Regions from separate parts of the Gossypium arboreum genome. Here region 1 is linked to region 2. Evidence: chromatin contacts called from public Hi-C data. All regions are on one chromosome and are shown on one strand. The core of a region is the stretch at or near the end of the contact, and the rest is flanking DNA. Distances in the headings are between cores, read along the strand shown.

Region 1 (4,405 bases), core at 294-2,793, 240 kb before region 2:
CAGTACCCAATTATCTCAACTATGTTCTCATGATTTATGCTGGATAATGTCTCTACTTCTCGAAGAAGATCCTTTGCAGACCAACGTGTGGTTTTGAGTACTTTCACAGCTGCAGCATGACCATCCTCGAGATTAGCTTGATACACCATAGCATTTCCTCCCTTCCCAATCACCATGGTGGGGCTGAAATTATCCGTGGCAACACTGAGCTCTTCCAGTCTAAACCGTCTGCAGGACCACACTGCTTCTTGGGATGCCACTCTGCAAAACCTCCTCGTCACATTCACATTTTTCTTCAGATTCTGCTGGCCTCCACCACTGGTTTGCCATGTGGATGACGATGATGCAGAAGAAGATGGCATAGTGAATGACTTTTTAAACTGATGTTCAGGAACTTTCTTCTTGAGAATGTAATGTCCTTCGCTATCAATTCGACACGTTGACGGTGATGCTGAAGACAATGGTACCGTCAACGACTTTTGTAACTGACGGGAGCTTGTCGATTGATCAACCACAGAGTTTGCCTGGGAAGATGATAAACAAGGTTGAAAAGGTACACCTGCAGAACCTTGCTGGGAAGTTCCCTGCTGTCGGATTACAATTCTCCCAGCACCGTCCATCACCAAAAGGGTGCATGTGGGAGGCAAACTTTTAAGACAAGTGCTTACAGCCAAATCCTTTGGCCTACAGAAAACAAAAACCATGGAAATATCAGATAGAAACACATGGAAATTCATTAAACATTAAACAGTCTTCTCATTACCCTGAAATGTTGCATCCAATTGCAAGGATTGTAGCATAATGTTCTCGAACTTGATGAGATAACACCGAGATGTAGGAGTTTCCAGTACAGATTTTAACAAGAAAATCAACCTGCATCGGCAAATAGATAAATAAAAGTCCAGTTCCGTAATGTGATTATCTTAAATCATACTTTTACCTGTTTGGATTTACAGAGATCTTCATGGATGTGGAAAGTGTTGGGATCGAAAGCATCATTCATTTGTTGGACATGTACGGCTAAAACATTGTCACCCGGCTTGACAAGCAGGCAGAGTAACTGGAGCAGCATTTCTCGGCTGCAGTTATCAGATTTTAGACCAACTATTATGGTTTTGTTCTTCACTGTCTTGCCACTCAGATAAGACATAATTCTGCAATTGATCTTTGCATTTCCACCCATGATTCAGATTATATCTAACAAGCTTCAGCCACCATTCCATTTCATAACGAGGTCCTTTATTTTTATTTTTTTCAGATTTTAGGGTTTTGGAATTTGATGTTTGATTGGGGAGGACAAGGACAGAGCTTTAAATCAATTAGTGGGCAGTGGTATGTGTACACATTCTCCCAATTGGCAAAGCAGTTACTTCAGTTTGGTGAAGTGGTTACAACAAGATATCAAGTGCCCACGCTTAAGCTCCTAACTAGCCTCAATTCAACTCAAAAAAAGAAAAACCCTCCAATTAATATTTTACAACTTCAATATCCCTAAATCCAAAGGCTTAATGTGTACTTCAGGGGACTAAAGTATACAAATTCTTAAAAATCATTAAAAATTGTAAATAATATATATATATATATATATATATCCTTTCACTTGTCTAAATGCAAAGACGGTTCATGCTTTTTTCTATCACAGGCAGCACTTTTTATAGTTTCCCTGCTTTCTAATGGCTCATAGCTCAAAGCCTCAAACATCTATTGCATTGTTCCATGAAAGGGCTTGAAATCTGAAAGCCCATTTGAGGGTTCTCTCTACGGAATTTGAGAAAAGAGGAGCTAAATAGTTAATCTCTTGAGTTGAACTACCCCTGGATGTGTGGAGTTTCTAGACTCATTGTCATCGAAAACCATAAACCCAGAAATAAAAAAACACAAATGAACAAATAAAAAGCAAGCTATATAGCTAATCTCACTCAAAACACCATTTGAAGAAGGGGTGTACTTAAAAGACTAAATTATTAATAAGTTTATAGTAACTTAACTTCAACAAGTTATTTACAAAAGTTAGTTTAACCAATGTTAGATGTGGGAACCAGCAAATTTGTAACATCATCACTCCATTAGTAAATTTATAATTTAATCATTTTTAACTTAATTATGGGTAGAACTATTTATCTAAGCTCAAAATCTCGTCTAAAAAGTGAGAGAAATTTAAACAAATTTATAAGCCTGAAAATTGAATTTAGATAAAAGATAAAGCCTATTTTCTAGATAAACTATGCCTCATATAAAATTTTTAGCTTGACCCAAATCTTCTATTTTATTGTTATTTACTATCATTCTATTATTATATTGCTAATATTTATTTTTTATTGTTTGGATAGATATTGCATAAATCTTATTTTATTGTTAATTTTACTATTATTTTAGAGACATTAGCTTATTAAGTTGTAATCATTTTATATTATTTAAGGAAAAAATATTTTTTAATTTATTAGGAAATATTTATTTTAATGTTTTTAATGTAGTTGATTTATTATATTTTTAAATTTATTTTTATATAAAATAATCTAAAAATTGTCAGATGAGGCTTCACAGGACTAGGAGGTGATCTTTGGAGCGGTCTGTTGGCACCTTTGGAAACAGAGAAATGGGATGCTGTTTGACTTACTACAAAGACCATGATGGGGTTCTGAGCCGAAGGAAGGAGTGATGGGATGTGGGACTAATAGCTTGAATTCTATCACTAGGAGGGGAGAACGTAGGGTGGAGAAATGGGAAAGGCCAGCAGATGGATGGTACAAGGTGAACTCGAATGGAGCCCTCAGAACTGGCGATAGGATAGCAGCTAGTGGCGGGGTTATTCGAGATTCTCATGGACAATAGTTGCGGGGTTATTCCAGGAGTATCGAGATATGTTCGGTGATGGAAATAAGGTGATGGAAATAAAAGCTTGGGATGTCTAAAATGGCTTGGTGCAGGCTTGGCAAATGGGCGGTCGACGAGTGGTGTTGGAAATTGATAGTGCAACTGCTGTCCAGATGCTCCTAGGATGCGAGGCAGAGAATCAGGGAAGTGGAGTTTTGCGCGCTGCCAAGGGAATGCTCAAAAGGGACTGGATAGTTAAAGTGCAACATGTACAGAGAGAGGGAACACAGTAGCTGATGGTTAGCTGCAATTTCTAAGGGTTGGCTACTGTTTAAAAACTTACGATAATCCTCCTCATGAGATTTTGAGGCTGCTATTATTGGATAATTGTCATTGGTTAGATAGCCTAATGTAATTCCTTTGTTCCTGCTTCTTCTCAACCAAAAAAACAAAAATTAATCAAAGAGATGTACTACTAGATTATCTTGTAATTAAACACTTCTTATTTCATTAATAAAGTTCATCAACCCTTCTTTTCACAATATACTTTTTATTTAATTAATTGGATTAAAGCAAAAAATCTAAGATTTTTATTTGGTTGAGGATATAAAATGACTTAATATCACATTTTATTTAATGAAACATAGGAGTGATCAAATTATAAATTTATTAATAATTGAGTGATTAAATTATAAATTATTAATTATTGAGGGATCAAATTATAAATTTATTAACCCATCTAACGTTGATTACGCTTATGACTTCAATTAATTTAATAATCAATTTATAACTTTCAAATAATTCAATAACCAATATATAATTTTTAAAGTTGAGTGACTAGAATATAAATTTATTAATAATTTAATAACTTTAAGTATAATTTACTTATTATTAAAGGAAAAAAAGTTTTTACAAGCAACTCAAGAACCTCCTCTGTGTTTTTATTTTAAGATTGATATATATGGAGGTACTAAATCTGACTATTTATCCCCTACTTGATATTTAAACATTTCTTTTTCAATTTTACTGGTACCTAATTTTAGCCAACTTAATGCATTTTTAGATATCTAACTATTACTGTTTAAATACATTGACATATACTAAAATCAATAGCATGATAACATATAACAACATAAAATTTTGACAAGTGGCAAAAATTTAAAATTTATAAAAAAAATTATATGTCAAAATATGAGACTATCAAATGTCATTATACTAATGACTCACATCATTATATTTTAATTGTATTAGTTAGGTACCAAAAAAATATTGTTTTATTATTTCTAAATTTAGGTACTAGGCCTAAAAAATAGTTTTTAGCCATATAATTTTGACAGGATCTTACAGGATCTTAATCAATGTCAAAGTCACCAAACATGTTTTTTCAAAGATATCCTAAATAGGTACAGGTTTCTAAGTCAGAAAAACAAGAGTTTGTTGCATCATACGCAAATCAAACATAATTTTGAGGTGAATTCGTCCTAAGACCACTGAAAATCCAACTCTTCATGTAAACATACTATATTCGAGTCTCACACCCATGTCCAAGTATCAATAGTACTTAAAACGTAACGAGTCTTCTTGGTTAGCT
Region 2 (4,232 bases), core at 1,184-3,683:
TCTCTATTTCGCGTAATCCATCCATAGTCCACCAGCTTTCAAAACGAAACCTTATTTTTCTATGATGTTGGACATCTTTATCTGTAGTTATCAACAAGGGGTAATGATCCAAAACATAATGAGGAAGGTGCTTTAATGAAAATTTAAGGAAAGGCGTCCTCCATTAAGCATTTGCCACTCCACAATCGAGTTTTTCTCTGATTTTATTTTTGGCAAAATTCCCTTTCCCATGTGAACTAAATAACACATATTTTCCAATTGACATTTCGTTAAAGCAGATCTAAACTCCTCCATGTGACCTTCAACCCTAGGAACACCACTCTTCTTTTCAAATGCATACAAAATTTCATTAAGGTCACCACACATCATCCATGAAAAGTTTTGATCCTGCCCTAAAAAGTACAAGAGATTCCACGATTCTATCATATGATGAGAATCCATAACACCATAGAGTCCTGTCGTCCTCCATTTTGGTTTAACTAGATCTTCCTACACTTCCACATCAATATGGTTTTTTGAGAAACTCCTCAACGTAATAGAGCTCCTTTATTCCATCCAAGATTGAGACATTCACGAGTACCATCAACCAATACATCAATCCCACACTGAAAGTCACACATTTTTCTAATTTTTTCTATACGGTTTGAATTTAATTTTGCCTCTATAAAGAAGACGAGTTGGGGATGATAGAGTTTCAGCACATGCTGAATTCCTCGAACAGCCCGTGAGTTCCCCAAACCATGGACATTCTAGTAAATAATTTTTATTGCGTCTAGTCAACTTGCCCTTTAGCAGCCGTCGATATCCTTTGAGGTAGGGCTTTGTCACACCCATCAACGACTCCAGTGAATCTAAATACTTAGAAACTATAGAGCCCAAAAAATTCGATCTTAGTCTTTTCTTGCCTTTAATACCTTCTAATGGGTTGTCTTTCAAAATCATGGTCCATAATGTCCCTGCCCAACCCACTTGAACAACCTACCACTTTCCTTTCCGTGGGATTTAAATTCCCTTCCAAATTAAACCCCAATATGGGATTAATTTTATGCCATGATTCCTGCCCACTAATTTTCATAAATTCTTCCTCGAATCTTGCTTTCCAAATTTGTCATTCAAGAAATCTGCATCGCCTTCCTCACAAAGCCAAATGCTGGTCATGGTGGTAGCCCTCCTCGATGGTGCTTTCAATGACAAGTTCTAATCTAACTCCAGTTTTTGTAGCCTATGCGCTAATCTAATTGGACAAAACTTATCACCATGTCTTAGGTATCCGCAAAGAAAATAGAAAAGTGTTAACTTCTCATATTAAAATTTGCATAAACAAAGTTTGATTGAGAAATCTTTATTTTCTTCCGTCTCTTTAATGGAAGTCGAACATCTACTTGACCTTGGATCCTTATAAATTTTTTTATACCCGTGACTTTGTTGTTTTGAGTCATACTCTATAAAAACTCCAATGAAATTTCTGAATTGTCTAGCAACATTTTCAGAAAATAATCCAAGAGGTAAACCATATACTTGAACCCAGAAAGACAAGAAATCCAAGGGGACTTGCATCGAATTCTGATCCTCCTTTAATCAATGAAATACCAAAAGATGGTTATTGAAAGTCCATATGGCATTATTGATCACTTGATCTATATTAAGCTAATGAAAAAATTTGAATAAAAAATGTTTTCCCCTCAAAAATGAAATTAGTATCCTGTAATGGATGCCAGGGATCTACCATTTTATTTTGCATCATGGGGAAATGTACCACACTTGCCGTAAGAAAACAACCAACAAGGCTAAACTCATATGCCTTTTTTTTTGCAAATAAGATCCATTAGAAAACTGCCAAGCCTTTTCTTCACCATCTTTTATACTCAAATCAATAAGTTTTTTTTTCCATTGTTCGAAACAAAGATAATAAAATGGTGATGACCTAAATAGAAAAAAAAAGAAATTCAAAAGAAATCAGACAAAAAAAGACGACGTGCTACCGTGAGCAGACAAATAGAGATACAAACGTGCTAGCGTGAGCAGACATCTATGCAATAATAAGTTTTGACAAAAAAAAATAGACTCATTTAAAATATGGACTGAACTTAAGCTTTGATATTAAAAGCTTGAGCACTATTCGATCCATTTTAATTTTTAATATATTGTTTTTTTTTTATATAATATATAGTATACCATATAAAAAATTAAATATACTATATTCTAAATTATAGTATAAAATAAAAAATATTAAATTGTTTATATTAAAAATTTAATAAAATTATAATTGAAATATAAGAAATTTATTTATAGATAAAATTATTACATATCAAATAAAAAAGAAGAGATATTAGAACAAAATAAAAAATTGAAACTGGTTGGATTTATAAAAAGCATACTTAAATTAGAGCATAATCCGACCCGGCCATGAACCCCTTTACTCGAGACATAACATATTTACGGATCCGATCCAACAAGAGAATTTAAAAAAATAAAAGAAACAAGCGTGGGTAACAACAAAGCGGCAAAGCGTAGTGGCAACAGAGCGAGAGTGAAAAGAGGGAAAAAGGGCCAAAATCCCAAGGTTTGGAAACTCGGAGTCCGAAAGTGAAAGGGAGCGGAGAAGATATGCAATGGCTAATACTAGTAACAGTAGAATTCTGTCGAGTTTGGTTCACGCACTTCGTGAACGCATTGCAGCAACTCCTTCCACTCCTCCAAACAACAACCTTAGCACTTGCGCTGACGATGATGCTTTGGAGACCAAGTTCCGTGCTGTTCTTCCCAATCTTCTTAACGGCTACGTTGTTCCTTCTTCTTCTGGTATTTTTCTTATCCTTCCTTTTCTTTTGGATCTTCATGAAATGTGGGGATTTTTACTTGCTGGGTTTTTCTTTTGGGTTTTCTCGGTTTCTTAAGTTTGGGCACTAGATTGCGAAAGAATATAAGATTTAAGTAAAAGAAGGTTAGCTTTCTAAGTGGTGTTGTAATAAAATTAAGTTTCGATGTTGTTCAAGATTCAAGTATTAAACTATAGAGAAAAGCGCTTTACTTTTTTCCCTTTCCCTTTCCGTTTCTTTCTCTTTTCTGAGCGAACTGATAGCTAATAAGTTAGCTTTTCTTTCTCTTTTTTTAATGGATTCTCATGAAATTTGCGACTTCTGCTATAAATAATTTATTGTTGTTGCTGTTACACTTGTTGCAGCCAATGAACGAGAAGTTATAGCTGTGCTGAAGCTCATTTCTCACACAGCAAGGAATTTTCCTGGAGTTTTTTACCATGGCAAACCTAGTGCAGTTTTGCCCCTGATTGGTCGGATATTGCCCTTTTTTGCTGAACCTGCATTTAGGTTGGCTATTTAATAACACTCCATTGTTCAAAGCCTTTTTTAGGATTCTCTTTCATCATGCATTTGTGTTTTGTTAAATTTGTTCATTGCATTTTTGTGCCTTCTCTTTTATGTTTTCCTTTCTTTTTTCCCGTATTTTCAAGAATTATCTATGCATTTCAGTTCTCGACATGGAGTGATTTTTGAAACAGTTGGACCCCTTCTATCGCTGCTTCGTACCGGATCTCGAGATGCATATCGAACACTTTTCATTGATGCCATGTGTGCCATTGAAGGTAAAAGGAGTGCTCAGCATTTCAATTGATATTATTATGCTTTCACTGCTCTCTTATGTAATTGACTAATTCTATTTTATGATTTATGTTTGGTCTAATCCATGATGCCTCTTTTATTTGGCATTCTGACCATAATGCATATGGAAACAAAAAAGAGAACTAACACCCCTTTATATCCTTCCAGATATTTTGCGTATAGCATCCCTCTCTTCGGAAAACTCAAGAATTACAGAAGCCACCAGATTACATTTGAAGTGTTTCCATAGGTCCTTTTCTGGAAATTTAAGTGATTCTACATGTCTCTGTGATCTACCAACGAGCAATAAACCCATTGATGGCCCTGGCATCTTGATTAACCTCTTGGGCAGAGACAGGTGGCTGCCTTTTGCAACTTGGATTATAAAGTTTCTTAGCAAATGTTTAACTGAAGGAACACTATATGTAGAAGGTCTCATGAATACATCATTTGTTTCTGCTGCATGCTCTCTTTTATGTTACGGAGATGCTGATTTGCAAATGGTGGGTTATATGTATGTTTGGCAACGAGCTTCTTGAACACAATTTTTACATCTTGGTTATTTAGTTTGTTCACACGGTTTCTAAAATCCTCTCGTTACTGTGGCTGACA

Evidence for each region. Hi-C and Micro-C count contacts between places; a contact is called where the count stands out from the background.
Region 1: a contact with region 2 is called in a Hi-C map of leaf, with 3 times the contacts expected there. The contact joins the promoter of LOC108477288 here to the promoter of LOC108479698 in region 2. A contact is called at or near these places in 3 of 5 Hi-C or Micro-C datasets (all in leaf).

Annotation. Positions count from the first base shown.
Region 1 is chr12:6,588,258-6,592,662 of ASM2569848v2, reverse strand. It overlaps LOC108477288 (PTI1-like tyrosine-protein kinase 2), which reads right to left and starts at 1,543. Exons shown (of 6, transcript XM_017779793.2): 1 at 941-1,543; 2 at 764-873; 3 at 1-684. The coding sequence starts at 1,183.
Region 2 is chr12:6,349,481-6,353,712 of ASM2569848v2, reverse strand. It overlaps LOC108479698 (serine/threonine-protein kinase ATR), which reads left to right and starts at 2,433. Exons shown (of 15, transcript XM_017782435.2): 1 at 2,433-2,802; 2 at 3,185-3,329; 3 at 3,492-3,604; 4 at 3,789-4,123. The coding sequence starts at 2,613.